5 separate regions of the Mus musculus genome follow, and all the other regions are linked to region 3. Evidence: chromatin contacts called from public Hi-C, HiChIP or PLAC-seq, Micro-C and promoter capture Hi-C data. All regions are on one chromosome and are shown on one strand. Each heading gives the region's core, a stretch centred on a gene start, on an enhancer-like site or on the middle of the called end of the contact. The rest is flanking DNA. Distances are from core to core; before and after follow the strand shown.

Region 1 (2,700 bases), core at 197-2,696, 630 kb after region 3:
ATAAATGAATGAATAAAGGATTTTTAAAAACTCAAAATAGAAGTACTTTGTTTATATAAACATGACGTTGACATGACTGTATGTTGCCACATACAGTCAGTCACAAGCACGATGCCTTCACTGCTAATTGACCAGAACTCTTGACCTAATAAGCAGAGGCTGAGCTCACAATTAATTAAAGATTTCATGTTCATTCAGCCAAAACATGCCTCAAACCATCATTTGTTCCGCTGGCCAGTAAGACACTTACATCCATATTTAGGGCATCTTTCTACTGTAATCAACACACTGCAGAGAATCTCGGGTCATAGATGGATGCTCTTCCTTTTTTTTTTTTTTTAAACTATTTTCATAATAGGAATGATCCTGGATTTTCCCATTATGCTATCTTCCATTGTATCTGCCACAGTGGACTACATGATAGCCTGTATGTAGTTAGATTTGGAAAACAGCACTCTTTCATTTCCATCTACCAAACAGCAGTGCTTTCTACTTGAGATAGGGAAGCTGGAGATGAGAGAGTCCCAGCAGTTTTCCTAAAATTGCTGATTAAATATGTGAGATTCTAATGGGAAGACTCACATTTGTTTGATCCAATGTCTCTACTGCCCAACAACTCTGACTTGATATATATAAAGATGACAACTAATTGAGATCACATGTGATTTTCTTTCTTTTTTTTACATTATTTATATTTATTTAGTGTGTGTGTACGTAAGACAACATGCAGGAGTTAATTTTCTCCTACCGTGTATGTTCTAGACACTGAACACAGGTCAATAGGCTTCTTTACCTATTGAGCCATTTGCTGTCCCCCTCACCTGCCACCTTCCAAGTCTAATGAGCCACAATTTCTTTCAACCAGCTGGTAAATGCCAGTGGGCTGCCCAGCTGATACCATTTCAGGTCTAGTGGCGGTAAGGAGATGGACATAGCTATGGTAATAGAATCTAAATCATACAAGAAAGCTGTCTCAGGTTGTGCTAGTAGACAAGACGTTACTGATTCAATCTTATGTAAACTTTTGGTTACTTACTGGGTTTGAAAAAGATTAAGGATGGCATTTTGGGATGCATGCTACGCCTAGTTCGAAACCCCTTTGTCCCAAGCTTAACACTGTGATTGAACACCAATAAGGTGACTTTATACAATTTAACGAACACATCTGCCTAACATATCTTCATATGAATTCAACACTGAACATCTCGCATTCGCTTGAGAGAAAATAGGAGTCAGACGTTTACTCTGTTTGTTGTTGTGTCGTTGGTTTCACTATTCAAGCACGAAAGTATTTCCTTTACTACAAGGCTAAAGCCTAAACGTCTTGGTCATACTGTCTTCTCTCACCTCTGCACAAAAGCTGTCCCTACAAACTTTGGACAGAGGAAAGGTGGGAGCGGCAAACTACAAGTCCCAGCATGCACGGCGCATTCCGCACAGGCGCACGGGGACCACCCGGCCAGCTGGCTAGCCAGCCTGCGGAGACTCCCCGGTTCGCTCGCCGGGCTGGGGCTGGGGGCTAGCTACAGCTGGGGCTGACCGCCGGGCGCCTTGGGCGGCCCCGGGCGTGGCACAGAGAAGGATGCGGCGGGCGGACTAGGCGGAGGTGCTCTCGGGAGGCTGGGCGCGGGCCAGGCGGCTCCCCAGGCTCCGCAGTGCCGCCGCCGTCGCCCGGGAGGCTGGGCGCGGGAGCCATGTAACCCTGCGGTGGGCTCCGGGCAGCTCAGTCCTTCCCCAGCTCCCGGGCTAGCGCGGCAGCGGGGCCACGATGAAGAAGCAGTTTAACCGCATGCGCCAGTTGGCCAACCAGACGGTGGGCAGGTAGGTCACCCGCTGGCCGCCCAGGGCCGGCACGCCCGCGGGGCTGCATCTGCCAGGCGCAGGTGATGGAGCTGCCCGGCCTGGAGCTTGTGCGTCCCTCCTGGGTCCGCGCGGGTCGTTGGTGAGACCTTTCCTCTCCCGACCCCTGCTCGCTTCTCGCTCGCCGGTCTAGGCTCAGAGAGTGACGCATCCTCACCTGCGTCCCCAGCTGCCCCTTCACCTCGCCCTCTCTGCCTTTCCTCGGGACTCCCTTTTCCTCTGGTAGCGATTCTTCCTGGAAACAGGTGTTTGCTCTGCTGGAGCTGCTGGCTGCCGAGTCGTTGGCTGCCTCTGGAGATCTCTTCCTCCCTGCGCCCAGTTCAGGGCTGCTTAGGGTCCTGAGGTAGTGTTGGGCCTGGTCGACACCCTCCTTCCCCACTGGAGCCCTGTTTGTTTTCAGGGGCTGTGACTGTATGGGATGCTGGATCACTTTCCTGGCTGTTTTTTCCTCAGCGTTTGGGGGTGGGGAAAGGATGGCGAGAAGGGGGAAGGTGCTGGCTGATGTAGGCTCGGTCCCAAGACTGATTTCAGTGGAGGGAGGGAGGGAGGCTGCGAAAGTGAGGTTCAACTCCCTTGGAAGATGAGAGGAGGATCAGAGAGAGGAGGATCAGAGGCTCTCAGCCAGGTAGGGGATGGGACAGTCTCTCCTCCCTCCCAGTCCAGAACAGCTTGGCCCCAGGAATCTGCAGGACCCAGACTGCTCTCATCTTGGTGAACATGGACTAGATCTGGGCCAGTGTCTCCAGGAGCGGATCTGTGGGGTGCCAAGATCTATTAAGGTTACATAAGGATTCTTAGTGGGTCCCGTCCAAAGCTAGACATTCTTGAAACACAGGCTTG
Region 2 (2,700 bases), core at 38-2,537, 740 kb before region 3:
AACGACAGGAATGTAGGGCTTTCCAAAGAAATCTTTAAAACCCAGGTAGTTTTATTTATTTATTTCTTTTTATTTATTTTTTAACTCTCGTCTCAATGCTAGAAAAAAAGTTGGAGAAAGAGGGAATTCGAGGTGTCACCCAGAGCTGGAGCTATCTCACTCCTGCACGAGCGATGGAGGAGAAAGGAGCCTAAGTTCATCACACTAGGTGGCCCAACAGCCACTTGACCCCTGGCCTCAGTGTAGGAACCTGTAGCAATGGGCTTGACCTCTTATCTTGGCTGTGAACATCACCACTAGGGAGAGGCAGAGGCTTGCAGAAACCCCAACTTGCTTTCTGGTAGCGCAAAGACCAGGCTGAAGTAAAGCGGGGGAGTGAGGGAGGGTTAGAAATACTTGACCAGAGGGCTAGAAGGGCAATGTCAGAGTAGGTTTAACCCTGCCGCTGGCCGGCTCCAGAGGGCTCACTCTGGCCTTGCTCCGGGGTGAAGGTAGTGGGGGTGAGCTCCCTCTTTGCCATCTTAGTCGCTTAACTGGTGTCCCGGCGTTGGTGACGCGAAGCTTCGAGGCGGGGGGTGGGGAGGAGGGAGAGGAAGAGGCAAAGAGAAGTCCTGCCGTCCCCCAACCGGGCGCCCAGGCGTGGAAACGTGGGCGGCGGCGAGCGGCTGGCCTCCCTCCCCGCCCTCCCCGCGCGGCGCTCCCGCGTGTGCGGCTGTGTGAGTGCGTGTGTCTCCCTCTCTCCTATCGCACACGCTCCGGCACTAGTGCAGGCGGTTCCCGGCTCCGCTCACTCGCTCCGGTCGCTGCGCTCCCGCCTAGCCGCCGCCGCCGCTGCAGTCGCAGCCCGGCATGGTGAGTGACTGAGGTGCAGCCGCCGCGCACCCCGGCTGCCCGCCGGACCCCAGCCTCAGTCGGCAGCACCGTCCCCGGGCTCGGCGGCCCGGTGGCTTCCCCAGGGGTTCTCCACGCGTCCTCGGGCCACTGTCCCAGTCGGGACGCACTCCTCGAGGGCTGAGCGCTCCTTCTCCGCCCGGCTGCTCGCCGCTCTCCGCACCCCGTGACCGCTGCCCCGTCTCGTCCCGCAGGACCTGCCCGGACGGGACCACGCCGCCGCTGCCGCCGCCTCCGGGAGCCGCGCTTCGGGGCCGGCCTGAGCCGAGTCGCGCGGAGCCGCCGCTGCCGCGGGCGGGGGATGGGGCTGCCCGCTAGGCGCGCGGAGCCCGCAGGGGGAGCGCGGAGCCGGCGCGCAGCCTGAGAGCCCCGCGCAGCCCGCGCCCCGCCGCTCCGTGCGCTCCCGCCGCCGCCCGCGCCTCGATGGCGCCATCTCCCCGCCGCTGACCGGTCCGTCTCGCCTTTCCAGCCCGCCCGGCCGCCCTCGGAGCCCGGCCAGCCGCCGGGGCAGCGGCCTGCAGCCCGCGTCCGCCCGCGCCCTCCCGCCCGGCCCCGCCATGGCGCTGCGCCGCCTCCTGCTGCCGCCTCTGCTGCTGTCGCTGCTGCTGTCGCTCGCGTCCCTGCACCTGCCGCCCGGCGCAGACGCCGCCCGCGGCCGCTCCGGGAACCGGACCCTGAACGCGGGAGCCGTCGGAGGTCGGCGTGCTGGGGGCGCCCTGGCCCGAGGCGGCCGCGAACTAAACAGCACCGCCCGAGCGTCCGGCGTCCCGGAGGCGGGCAGCCGGCGGGGACAGTCCGCAGCAGCGGCAGCGGCGGCGGCGGCGGCGGCCAGCGCGACTGTTACTTACGAGACGTGCTGGGGCTACTACGACGTGAGCGGCCAGTACGACAAGGAGTTCGAGTGCAACAACAGCGAGAGCGGCTACCTGTACTGCTGCGGCACCTGCTACTATCGCTTCTGCTGCAAGAAGCGCCACGAGAAGCTGGACCAGCGCCAGTGCACCAACTACCAAAGCCCCGTATGGGTGCAGACGCCCAGCACCAAGGTAGTGTCGCCGGGGCCCGAGAACAAGTACGACCCGGAGAAGGACAAGACCAACTTCACCGTCTACATCACTTGCGGGGTGATCGCCTTCGTCATCGTGGCGGGCGTCTTCGCCAAGGTCTCCTATGACAAGGCCCACCGCCCTCCGCGAGAGATGAACATCCACAGGTGAGAGGCGCTACTGGGTGCCTGCCTTGGGTTCCCAGGCCTCGCGCCCCCCTTAACGGGCCTGGCCCTGTCCTCTTCGCGCGTACTACCTCTCCCCTTCTAAGTCACTTCCACAGTCGCTTCCTTTAGGAGCAGTAGGCTCTCCCGCATTCCGTAGGAAGCAGCTAGGTGTGCTTTTGGTTTTAGAAAGAATGGCAACACAAAGTACCAGTCTACGGAGTTCCTGATGTTCAAGGATAAGAATCTCACCAATAATCCCCAGGCTGTATTTCATGGTTCGTGGACACTTTACTATGGGCTGTACCATGCTTAGGTTTTTTGTTTTGTTTTTTTGTTTTTGAATTTATTTTAAAAACTGGCGTGCCACTTTAATATAAAGAGCAGAGCAGTGTGGGCACCTCACTGAAAAGAACAGCAAGCGGGTTAGTGTGAGCTGGGGGTGTTCCCAGGTGTTAAGTGCAGGATGGTATGGAAAGGGCAATTGCCTCTGCCTGGAAGAATGTTCCCCATTGCGTGTTGACAGAGCACAGAGGGTAGGTCTCCCAGTGGGGTGCTTGTCTTTCCTGATGAGACTGGAGGACTTCTCCCAAGGCAGA
Region 3 (2,726 bases), core at 180-2,679:
CATATATATATGCACAATATATAAAAAATATAATGTAATATAATAACATATTATACAAGTATATATCATATTATATATTTTGTAATATATATAACTAGTATAATACATATTTTATAATATATATTTTATAATATATACTATATACTATATAAATAATGCATATAATTATAATATAATATACATTATTAAATAACTATAAACTTGTTGGAAGTGGGGTGAGAGATTTACAAAAGCACTTTCCCTAAGACTGTGAGATATTTATTATTTACACCAAAGACTGAGATTGGGACGCTCATGAAGCTTACGGAAAGAGGGAAATTCAAATTCCTCTAAGCTATTTCTTTGCATTGCTTCAGCCCCCAAGGAACTGTGGAAATGACACTCACACACCACACTCACACACCATAGTGATACTAGAGCCGGCTGGGAAACTTTCCTGACAAGTCAAATGCCATGACACACTGGGGTCAGAGTCTGGTAGTGACAGGATCTGATTCTTGTTTTATTGCTAGCAAATTATGGAACCTTTGATGCCTTTCCCCTGGGTGTTAAAGTGCCCAAGCTAAAAATAAAAAATAAAAATAAAAACGCAACTATATTATATTGTTTTTTTTTTCTTTTGCGTCCACCCATGTTTCCTAAAATGGCGATTTGTTTTGGAAGAAGTATTTTATTTGATGTTTTTCATCCTTAAAACCATTTTTAGAGAAGATTCTGGAACCCATCCATAAACCAGGTTGACTGAAAACTTAGAGAGATCTGCCTCCTAAGCACTGGGATTAAAGGCATGTGTCGTCACGGACAGCTTTATGCTCTTTGATTCTTCTTCTGGAACTAAAATATAACTTCCTTCAAAGAAAGCCACCTTCTGATCTGCGCTTGAAAAAGAGATGCGTTTGAAGGCCATCACAGCCTCACCTTTTGCTGTTTGCTGTCTTCTTCCCACACAGAATAAATTAACAAAATATTTGGCATGGATTCTGGACTGAAAAGCCTACACCGGAACTTTTTCTTTCGGGTTCTGATACTTTTTTTTTTTTTTTTTTGTCAGTGAAATACTCCTGTTAGTCCCCAGCAGAACAGAGAGCTCTGGGTTGAGACCACAGTTATTGTCATCTCTTCTGCAGTGATGGATCAGAGACTGGACAGGAAGCGTGACTTCTGAGATCTCGTAGAACTCTACGTGTTCTGATTTTGGGTTCTGAGGTTCAGAGAAGGGAGTTCTAAAGCTTTGGGGCTGTAAGTCTTTCCCTTTTCTCAATGCACATATATTTCTGATTCTGCAAGCCACTATGGGTCCCTGAGTGGTAGGTTGAGAGTCACCCTGATCCAGGACTTCAGGCCCTGCCCTCAGTGCTGGGCGCTGCAGCTCAACCTGTATTGCAGGCTGCGCGTCAGTGCTAGTGGGGGTGTGCCCGGGGGCGTGACGGAGGCGTGCCCGGGGCGTGGCCAAGGCGGCGCACGCCGCGCCCTCAGCGGAGCGAGAGGCCGAGCTTGCTGCATTGCAGCCGCCGCGGCGCCGCTCGGCTCTTCACTTCCAACAATGGCGGCTCCGAGCCCGAGCGGCGGCGGCGGCTCCGGGGGCGGTGGCGGCACCCCGGGGCCCATCGGACCTCCAGCTTCTGGCCACCCGGCGGTCAGCAGCATGCAGGGTAAGGACGGTGGGCGCGCAGAGACCCCGGGGCCCCCTCGCGAGGCGCTCGGCCGAGCCGCGGCCTGTGGAGCCGCTGCGTCCCCGGGGCTGTCTGAGGAAGCCGCCCGAGCTCCGCGTCTCGGGCCCGGCCTCGCCCCGGGATCCCCGCCCCGGGCCGGGTTTCGGTGAACGCTGTGGCGGCTCTGGCTCTGCCCGCTCCGGCCCACCTGGCCGCCCCCGCCCGCGGCTCACCTGGCGCCCGCTGGCTCCGGGAACGCGCGCGGCCGGGCCTCTGGCTCGCAGGTCGGCCGCGTCCCGGCCCTCGGCCCCGCCGCCCCCGCGCGCTGCAGTGGGGCCGGCTCAGGGCCATCTTGCGCTTCACGGTGCGCCGCTGGAATAGGGCCACTGCGCTGTCCCCCCGTCCCCAAAACTTTGCAGGGTGTCTGCGTGGGAGGGGCGGGGGGTTGCGAGGCCCTGGGCCACCTGTAAGGTGGGGAGACAGCCATTGGCCCCGGAGAGGCGTTTCGACCCAGGCCCGAGATGTGTCTTATCCTCGCATGCAGAAAAGAAAAATCAGATAAAAATAGAAGACCGAGTTGGGCTGAAAGGGAGAGAGATTCAGGAAACCGAATGGCAGAGGTCAAAGTGATCATGTCTGGGCATCTGAGGCAGCTCCCCTGTAATGGCCTTTCCTCACCGGGAGGCCTTAGGAGCTCTGTGTGGGATTTGACAGGGGGTGTTGTGAAAATAACAGGCCCGAGTCCATTTCTTAGGTTTATTGGGGGGATTGACACAGGCAAGCCCAGAAATCTCTTGACAACTTTAGCAAACGACTTATGTTGAATTATTAGAGTCGTTTGGATATCTTTGGTATCAGTATGATACCAACTCTTCATAAAGCGCTCCTTGTGTCTAATGAAGTTCAACAGATTATATGTTGAAAATTTCGTGTTTATGCCAGCATACCATGATTTGGGCAGCAGAAATACGATCTGTATTTACATCCCTTCCCATAAGAAACATTTATGGGATAGTATATAAACAGATTGAGCATTTCATTCAGAAGATATATTCTGTACAGGTCCTAAGCTAA
Region 4 (2,700 bases), core at 113-2,612, 580 kb after region 3:
TGTGTGACCCACCAAGGCCATCCATTTCCAGCTGTCATGTATCTGAAGGCCTCTTTATTCAACATATCTTGGTCTGTGACCCACAGGCTTTACCTCAAAATCAACCTCTTCAGCTCACTCAGAACCCGGTCCATGTTCAGAGACCAAGGAGTTTTGACACTGATCATGCATTTTAAAGGCAGATATACAATAACAATGGCCCTGTGCCAGATGGTAGGGTTGTTTGCCTTGGCATGCCTTACTTTCTCACGGACAAAATTCTACCATTCCACAATGAGAAATCACTTCCAAAGTACAAACGATCCTTAGGGGAAAGAAATCCACCATGGCATGTATGTCAAATGTTTTTCTGAAGAAAAACTCTGGGAAAAGTAGGGTAGGATTCTAAAATGGGGGAGCTGGCAGATTTGGGGGAGAAAGGGTGGGTGCTGAGGGAAGAAAGTGGCCCTCCGATTCTGCAGGGCTGCCTGGTGACCTGAATGCCATCAGTCCTGCGGAACCCACCTCAGTACTGCTGAGAGATGGGCAGTTGGAGTTGAGGATATCTTGCAAGATCCCTGTGGGGTAGCAGGAGGTATTGACAGGTGACACAGGGACATTGAGTGGCTGTCCCATAAGGGAAGAAGGAGACCAGGGGAGTATATCATGTTCATACTGGATAATATTCTTTGACTCTAGTATTTGACCTCTAGAACTGACACGTAATACATATACATAGTAGCTAGCACTTCTGATTTATGAAGATCTGGTCAAGAGACACAAGAGGAGTTTCTGAGGTGTCACAGATCTGAGGAAAGGGAACCCTGGGTACCAGTTCACATCCATTTTATAATGAAGACTACTGATGTCCTTTGAGAGAAGTTGAGTTCTCTCAAGTAGAGGAACCACCAGGCCATAGACTATAGTATATTGTTGGATCTCATCAAGTCTCCTTGACAACAGGCAAGATTAAACAACATCTACATCTATGTGAATGACCTGTGGCACTCACCCTTGGAAAACAGATATTGCTTCATTTTCATTCTGAAGAATGTTAGGGATGGTCAGTCAGTCTGTCCCCAAATAAAAACAGCTCCCCTGCCCTTCAGGACACTAACTTGGAGGTAGAACATCAGGCGGTGCCCTCTCCCATTGCGCCCGACCCTTCCTTCATAGCCCTGGGTGCAGGTTCTAGGGAGAGAGTAACTAGGCCTCCAATTATCTCATTTAATCTTGGAATGTTAAACGTGCGTACACAGGAAAGTACAGCTGACTCATTCATCTAATCACTTCCAGGGAATGGGGGAGTTGAGGTCCCAAGGGGGCAGTGCCAAGAGCCAGTCCTGTGGGCATAGCCGGAGGATGATGTCAGGGCTTCTCAGAGCAGGTCCTTGTCATCACACTGCCTGACGTGTCTGGAGGGACAATAGCCAGCACTCTGCTCTCCAGCAGCTCCCAGCCAGCCTCTTGTCGTGGGAGATTGGAGCAGAGGCCCAGGGTCACAATGCAGTGCAATCAATGTGAATGTTCCACAGGGACACAGATAAGGTGACCAGAAGGTGACCTGTGTCCCTCTCTGCAGCAGCGTGGCTTGAACCAGCAAAGAGGGTGGCCTGCCCTGAACAAAGTTTCTCCTTACCCTAGGAAAGCTGACTCCTTGTTTTCCCAGAATGAGCCTCTCTGGACAAAAGAGTTTCCTCACCGTGGAGTTGCACTGGGCCTTTAAGAGGCTGACCACAAAATAAACTGCTTCCGGGGTGGTCCTTTTGTTTTTGATAATGGTAAACTTGAGAATGGCAGATGCTTCTAAACAAAAACAGTATCAGCCACCAGAATAGCTAGACATGACTGAAAAGTTCACGTCAGGCCGTGACTCGGTGCTGTGGGGATATTATTTCCTGAAACCTAGAGTGGTAGGTCCATTCATTATTCCCACTTTACAGAGGGGGAAACTGAGGCCCTCTGAAGTAATAGAACCAAGAAAAGAAAAGTGCCCCAAGTGTTTCCAACTCTAGAACCCATGAGGGCCTTAAGCGTCTTGTGAAAGTAGGTGGTGGTGGTGGTGGTGGTGGTGGTGGTGGTGGTGGTGGTGGTGGTGGTGGCGGCGGCAGCTCTGAGGGATTCCTCTGTAAGCCTGAAGAATTGCTGTGTGAAGGCTCCCTGTCCCTCCCTTCCTCTTCTGCCCAGAGAGTGACAAACCCAAACAACTTGCAACCCTGAAGGTGATGAAACTGGGGTGGCCCATATGATGGCACAGTCCTTAGTGGTCCTCAAATGTACCTGTTGGCAGAATCTGAGCTGGCCACATCATGTTGTCTGGGTACCAGACATCCATACCATCTGGGGCTGTGGCACTCACCCTGCTCCTTTGTGTGGATGTGAACAAGTTCTGAGTGCTCTGTTTCATGTACTTGTGACTTGTGGCTTAAGCGGGGAAACTCTGAGTTGGTAGGTTTGATGGTATAGGATGTGGATTCTAGAATAATTCTCTCCTCTAGCTAGTAGAGTTTCTTCTTTCCCTCACTACACCAATTCTGTTTATCGGTCCCTCTTGTGTCTCTTCCTCTCTCCACCACCATCCAAGTCCCTGCACCCTTCTGTTGTCCTGCCCATAGCTGACAGTCATTTCAGGTTCCACCCAAGCCCCCTCCTCTCCGGGAGTTCTTAGACAACTTTACATCACCAGCTCTTCTGTCTAACTGCTGTGGACACTCTCCAGGC
Region 5 (2,700 bases), core at 88-2,587, 520 kb after region 3:
ACCTGCAAGGTAATGAATCGGGATTGATGTAAGCCATTAAAGCGGCTGTGATCTGTTCCCACAGGAACAGCCCAGTTCAGCACTGCTTGTGGAATGCACAACCACTGCCAGGCTACCACAGGAGGCAGCCTGTTGTAGGCTCGTACTGCCCAACCCTATTCACAAGAGGAAGTTGAGTAGCAGGGCTCCACCTCCTCTCTGATTTAGTGAGGAGGAGCATTACCTATCTCAGAAAACGAATTCCAAGATTCAAGTGCATTGGTGCAACCCAGAGAATGGGAAAAAGGAAGGTCTGGGCACCCTAGGGTGTCTTCAGCAACAGTTGATAGAGGCAGAAGACCCCGGATCAGGGCAGAGATTAGTCCCTAACAGATATTGTTACATTAGGCCTCCACCTGTCATTGTCATTCTCTTCAAGAATTCACAGCTTTGAGACAAAAGGGGAGATGTAAAGAATTGTATCTGGGAGCTCACGTGCATATAAAGTTGCAAATAGTGGCAAATTGTGTGTTGTATGTATGCAGTTCAATGTTTTTTTTCCAACTATCTAAATCTTTGTCTTAGAACATGTGTTGTACTTAATGATGCACGTGGGACCCTGTCACCCCAGGCACCCCAGAGACGCGCATCCTCAGCGCCTCTTTGGGTCCCTTTCCCACTATGAAAGGGACGTGAAAAACCTCTGCACTTTTCCGATCTGGCTTGCCCAGGCCACCGAATCCTACCCTGTTGAGTGCTCAATAGTACGCTCAACTTTTGCACCAATCGCACTCTGGGCTCAGTCCCCAGACACAAACTTTTTGTGAATCCAAAGAGAACATCCAACCACAGGGAAAGACTTTCTGCCACTTCTTCAGCCGCTCAGTAGCTGCTCCAGGCATCGGTCTCCTGAAGCACCACCGCTCGGATACAGAGGGGAAGCGGGTGCTCCCGGGAGTTGCAAGCCAACCCAGCTTCTTGGCCCAGGCTCCAGCGCGTTCTGGAGATGTACCTTCCAGAGCCCTGCAGTAAGCTGGGGACACCAGGGACATGCACACCTAGGACAAGCAGATACACTCCTACCGTCGCCAGGCGCCACCTGCACGCCGGGCGCCGCCTGCAGCCTTCGGGCATCCGATTTAGGGGTGCCAGTGCAGAGACTCCCGCCTGGGCAAGCAGCCTTGGCGCACTATTCTGCAAAGAGTTAAGAGCCGGCTGTTAAGACTCCTGGGGCCGCGTCTGGTCCCCAGGCCCCGCTCACCGCTCCTGATTGGCTGATCTCCTGTCAGTAGTAAAGAGGATCAGATAGCAAACTTGGGACCTTCATAAAGGCGTGGTGGCGGTACTCCGCGACCGCTGGCAGCCTATGACATCAGCCAGGAACGCCTAGGATGCGGCTGTTCCCGGCCACCCTCAGAGGAGGAGGGTCCTGCCTGCTGGGAGTTAATTAGCCTCGCGAGCGGCGAGGGGGGAGGCGCCAGTTTTCTGGGGACACTGGCGGCCACTGTGCGTCCTCCTACCCAAGGGAGCTCCCCAAGAGTTGGATGAATTCTGGGTTGTTAGCTGCTGTCCTCTGGGCTCCCGGGAGCCAGTTTCTGGTGGAAAGCGGGGCGCCTGGCCAACGACCAGCGGCTTGCTGAGACTCACCATGACACTCCTGGGGTCTGAACACTCTTTGCTGATTAGAAGGAAGTTCCGATCAGGTAGAGTAAGGCGTTCAGCACTCCTTAAACTTTTCATCTCTACCACTCAACTGCTTTACAATGAATGCTTCGGGCCTGAGGTGGCGGCCTTCCCTCTGTTTCCCCAAAATGAACACTGTGTTTGACTGAATGCCTTCAAATGTCTTCCCTTTGACCTGTGTTAAGTTTGAGTTTTGTTTACGAATAATCCAATGTTTTACTTTATTTTACTATATTTTCCTTTATCGGTAAATAGACATTTTTAAGGGGACGACCCAAAAGGAACTGTGTTGAAATGGGCAACTCCAGGATCTGAAGTTATAGAGTGGGCGCGTTATCAGTTACAACCGCTGAGACAATGTGCCTAGGACTGTGAGACGTCTAGGGGTCACTTAACATGTAGCTAATCCAAACAAATGTATTTCCCAAAAAAGTCACTTGGAGGAAGTAAAAATAGCGAATTTGGAGCACACCAAGAATTTTTAAATGACATCACCATGGGGGAAAAAAACCAGCGCCACAAATATTTTTTCCCAAACCATCTGATATTTATAAATGGACAATTTTCCCTAAAATTGTTGTGTTAGTGGCACACAGAGAAACTTCTGGAGGGACACTCAGGAGAGGTGAGTATAAGGAAAGGGTACGTGGGGGCCTACAGAAGACGCAGGATTGTGTTCCCTCGTTCGCATCCTGGAAGGGCTACCTAGCTTTGCCCATTCTTGCTTTTATAACAGTGGTAACAGGGCCATTCAATGATGGCAGGGCACCTTCTAAGAACGAACATTTTGGTGGATAGCTCTGGTGTGAGCCTTCCATGTAACAGGTGCTGGCTGATGCTGGTGCCACTCACTCTGTCAATTCCCTTGGTCCTTCTGAAGGAGCTACTCAACTGTTTGTCTTGAAATGAGTGGCTCAGAAATTGTGCACAGTGGGTGATGGGCCATAAGGAGCCTCTGTAACCACCTCAGTTGTTCCTGATCCTTAGGTGTGGATGGGACACTCTGGGGATTTCTTGAAGGATTGTTTAGTGAGGCAA

Evidence for each region. Promoter capture Hi-C pulls out the DNA fragments that hold promoters and counts their contacts. Hi-C and Micro-C count contacts between places; a contact is called where the count stands out from the background. HiChIP or PLAC-seq counts read pairs in DNA pulled down with a chosen protein or histone mark.
Region 1: a contact with region 3 is called in a promoter capture Hi-C map of second pharyngeal arch cranial neural crest. The contact joins the promoter of Arhgap44 here to the promoter of Map2k4 in region 3. A contact is called at or near these places in 9 of 39 promoter capture datasets (the 3T3-L1 cell line, the SN4741 cell line, cranial neural crest and 5 more), 3 of 115 datasets of contacts at active chromatin or transcription factors (embryonic forebrain and embryonic stem cells) and 1 of 9 other capture datasets (embryonic stem cells).
Region 2: a contact with region 3 is called in a Micro-C map of embryonic stem cells, with 3 times the contacts expected there. The contact joins the promoter of Shisa6 here to the promoter of Map2k4 in region 3. A contact is called at or near these places in 1 of 484 Hi-C or Micro-C datasets (embryonic stem cells) and 2 of 115 datasets of contacts at active chromatin or transcription factors (astrocytes and embryonic forebrain).
Region 4: a Hi-C map of Sertoli cells shows a contact between it and region 3, with 2.1 times the contacts expected there. The contact joins the enhancer-like site here to the promoter of Map2k4 in region 3. A contact is called at or near these places in 1 of 39 promoter capture datasets (hippocampal neurons), 1 of 484 Hi-C or Micro-C datasets (Sertoli cells), 5 of 115 datasets of contacts at active chromatin or transcription factors (astrocytes, embryonic limb bud, embryonic stem cells and 1 more) and 1 of 9 other capture datasets (embryonic stem cells).
Region 5: an H3K27ac HiChIP or PLAC-seq map of cardiomyocytes shows a contact between it and region 3, with 2.8 times the contacts expected there. The contact joins the promoter of Myocd here to the promoter of Map2k4 in region 3. A contact is called at or near these places in 2 of 39 promoter capture datasets (the SN4741 cell line and hippocampal neurons), 1 of 484 Hi-C or Micro-C datasets (the HL-1 cell line) and 3 of 115 datasets of contacts at active chromatin or transcription factors (cardiomyocytes, embryonic hindbrain and embryonic stem cells).

Annotation. Positions count from the first base shown.
Region 1 is chr11:65,161,707-65,164,406 of GRCm38.p6, reverse strand. It overlaps Arhgap44 (Rho GTPase activating protein 44), which reads left to right and starts at 1,446. Exons shown (of 20, transcript NM_001099288.1): 1 at 1,446-1,821. The coding sequence starts at 1,769. LOC115487730 (a long non-coding RNA gene) reads right to left here. Exons shown (of 3, transcript XR_003949568.1): 2 at 2,018-2,700.
Region 2 is chr11:66,524,713-66,527,412 of GRCm38.p6, reverse strand. Shisa6 (shisa family member 6) reads left to right here and starts at 1,287. Exons shown (of 5, transcript NM_001034874.3): 1 at 1,287-2,104. The coding sequence starts at 1,449.
Region 3 is chr11:65,787,062-65,789,787 of GRCm38.p6, reverse strand. It overlaps Map2k4 (mitogen-activated protein kinase kinase 4), which reads left to right and starts at 1,429. Exons shown (of 11, transcript NM_009157.5): 1 at 1,429-1,652. The coding sequence starts at 1,544.
Region 4 is chr11:65,208,318-65,211,017 of GRCm38.p6, reverse strand. All of the region lies in intron 5 of Myocd (myocardin), which reads left to right. Among named protein-coding and RNA genes, the nearest start is that of Arhgap44, 47 kb to the right of the region's middle. RefSeq lists an enhancer at 561-2,163. Within about 2 kb of position 1,362, at least 37 of the 459 cell types and tissues checked have an H3K27ac peak or open chromatin away from gene starts, as enhancers often do. A contact at or near this core is called in Sertoli cells, where this site is marked.
Region 5 is chr11:65,268,626-65,271,325 of GRCm38.p6, reverse strand. It overlaps Myocd (myocardin), which reads left to right and starts at 1,337. Exons shown (of 13, transcript NM_146386.3): 1 at 1,337-1,682. The coding sequence starts at 1,628. It overlaps Gm30586 (a long non-coding RNA gene), which reads right to left and starts at 1,401. Exons shown (of 3, transcript XR_001780238.2): 1 at 1,063-1,401.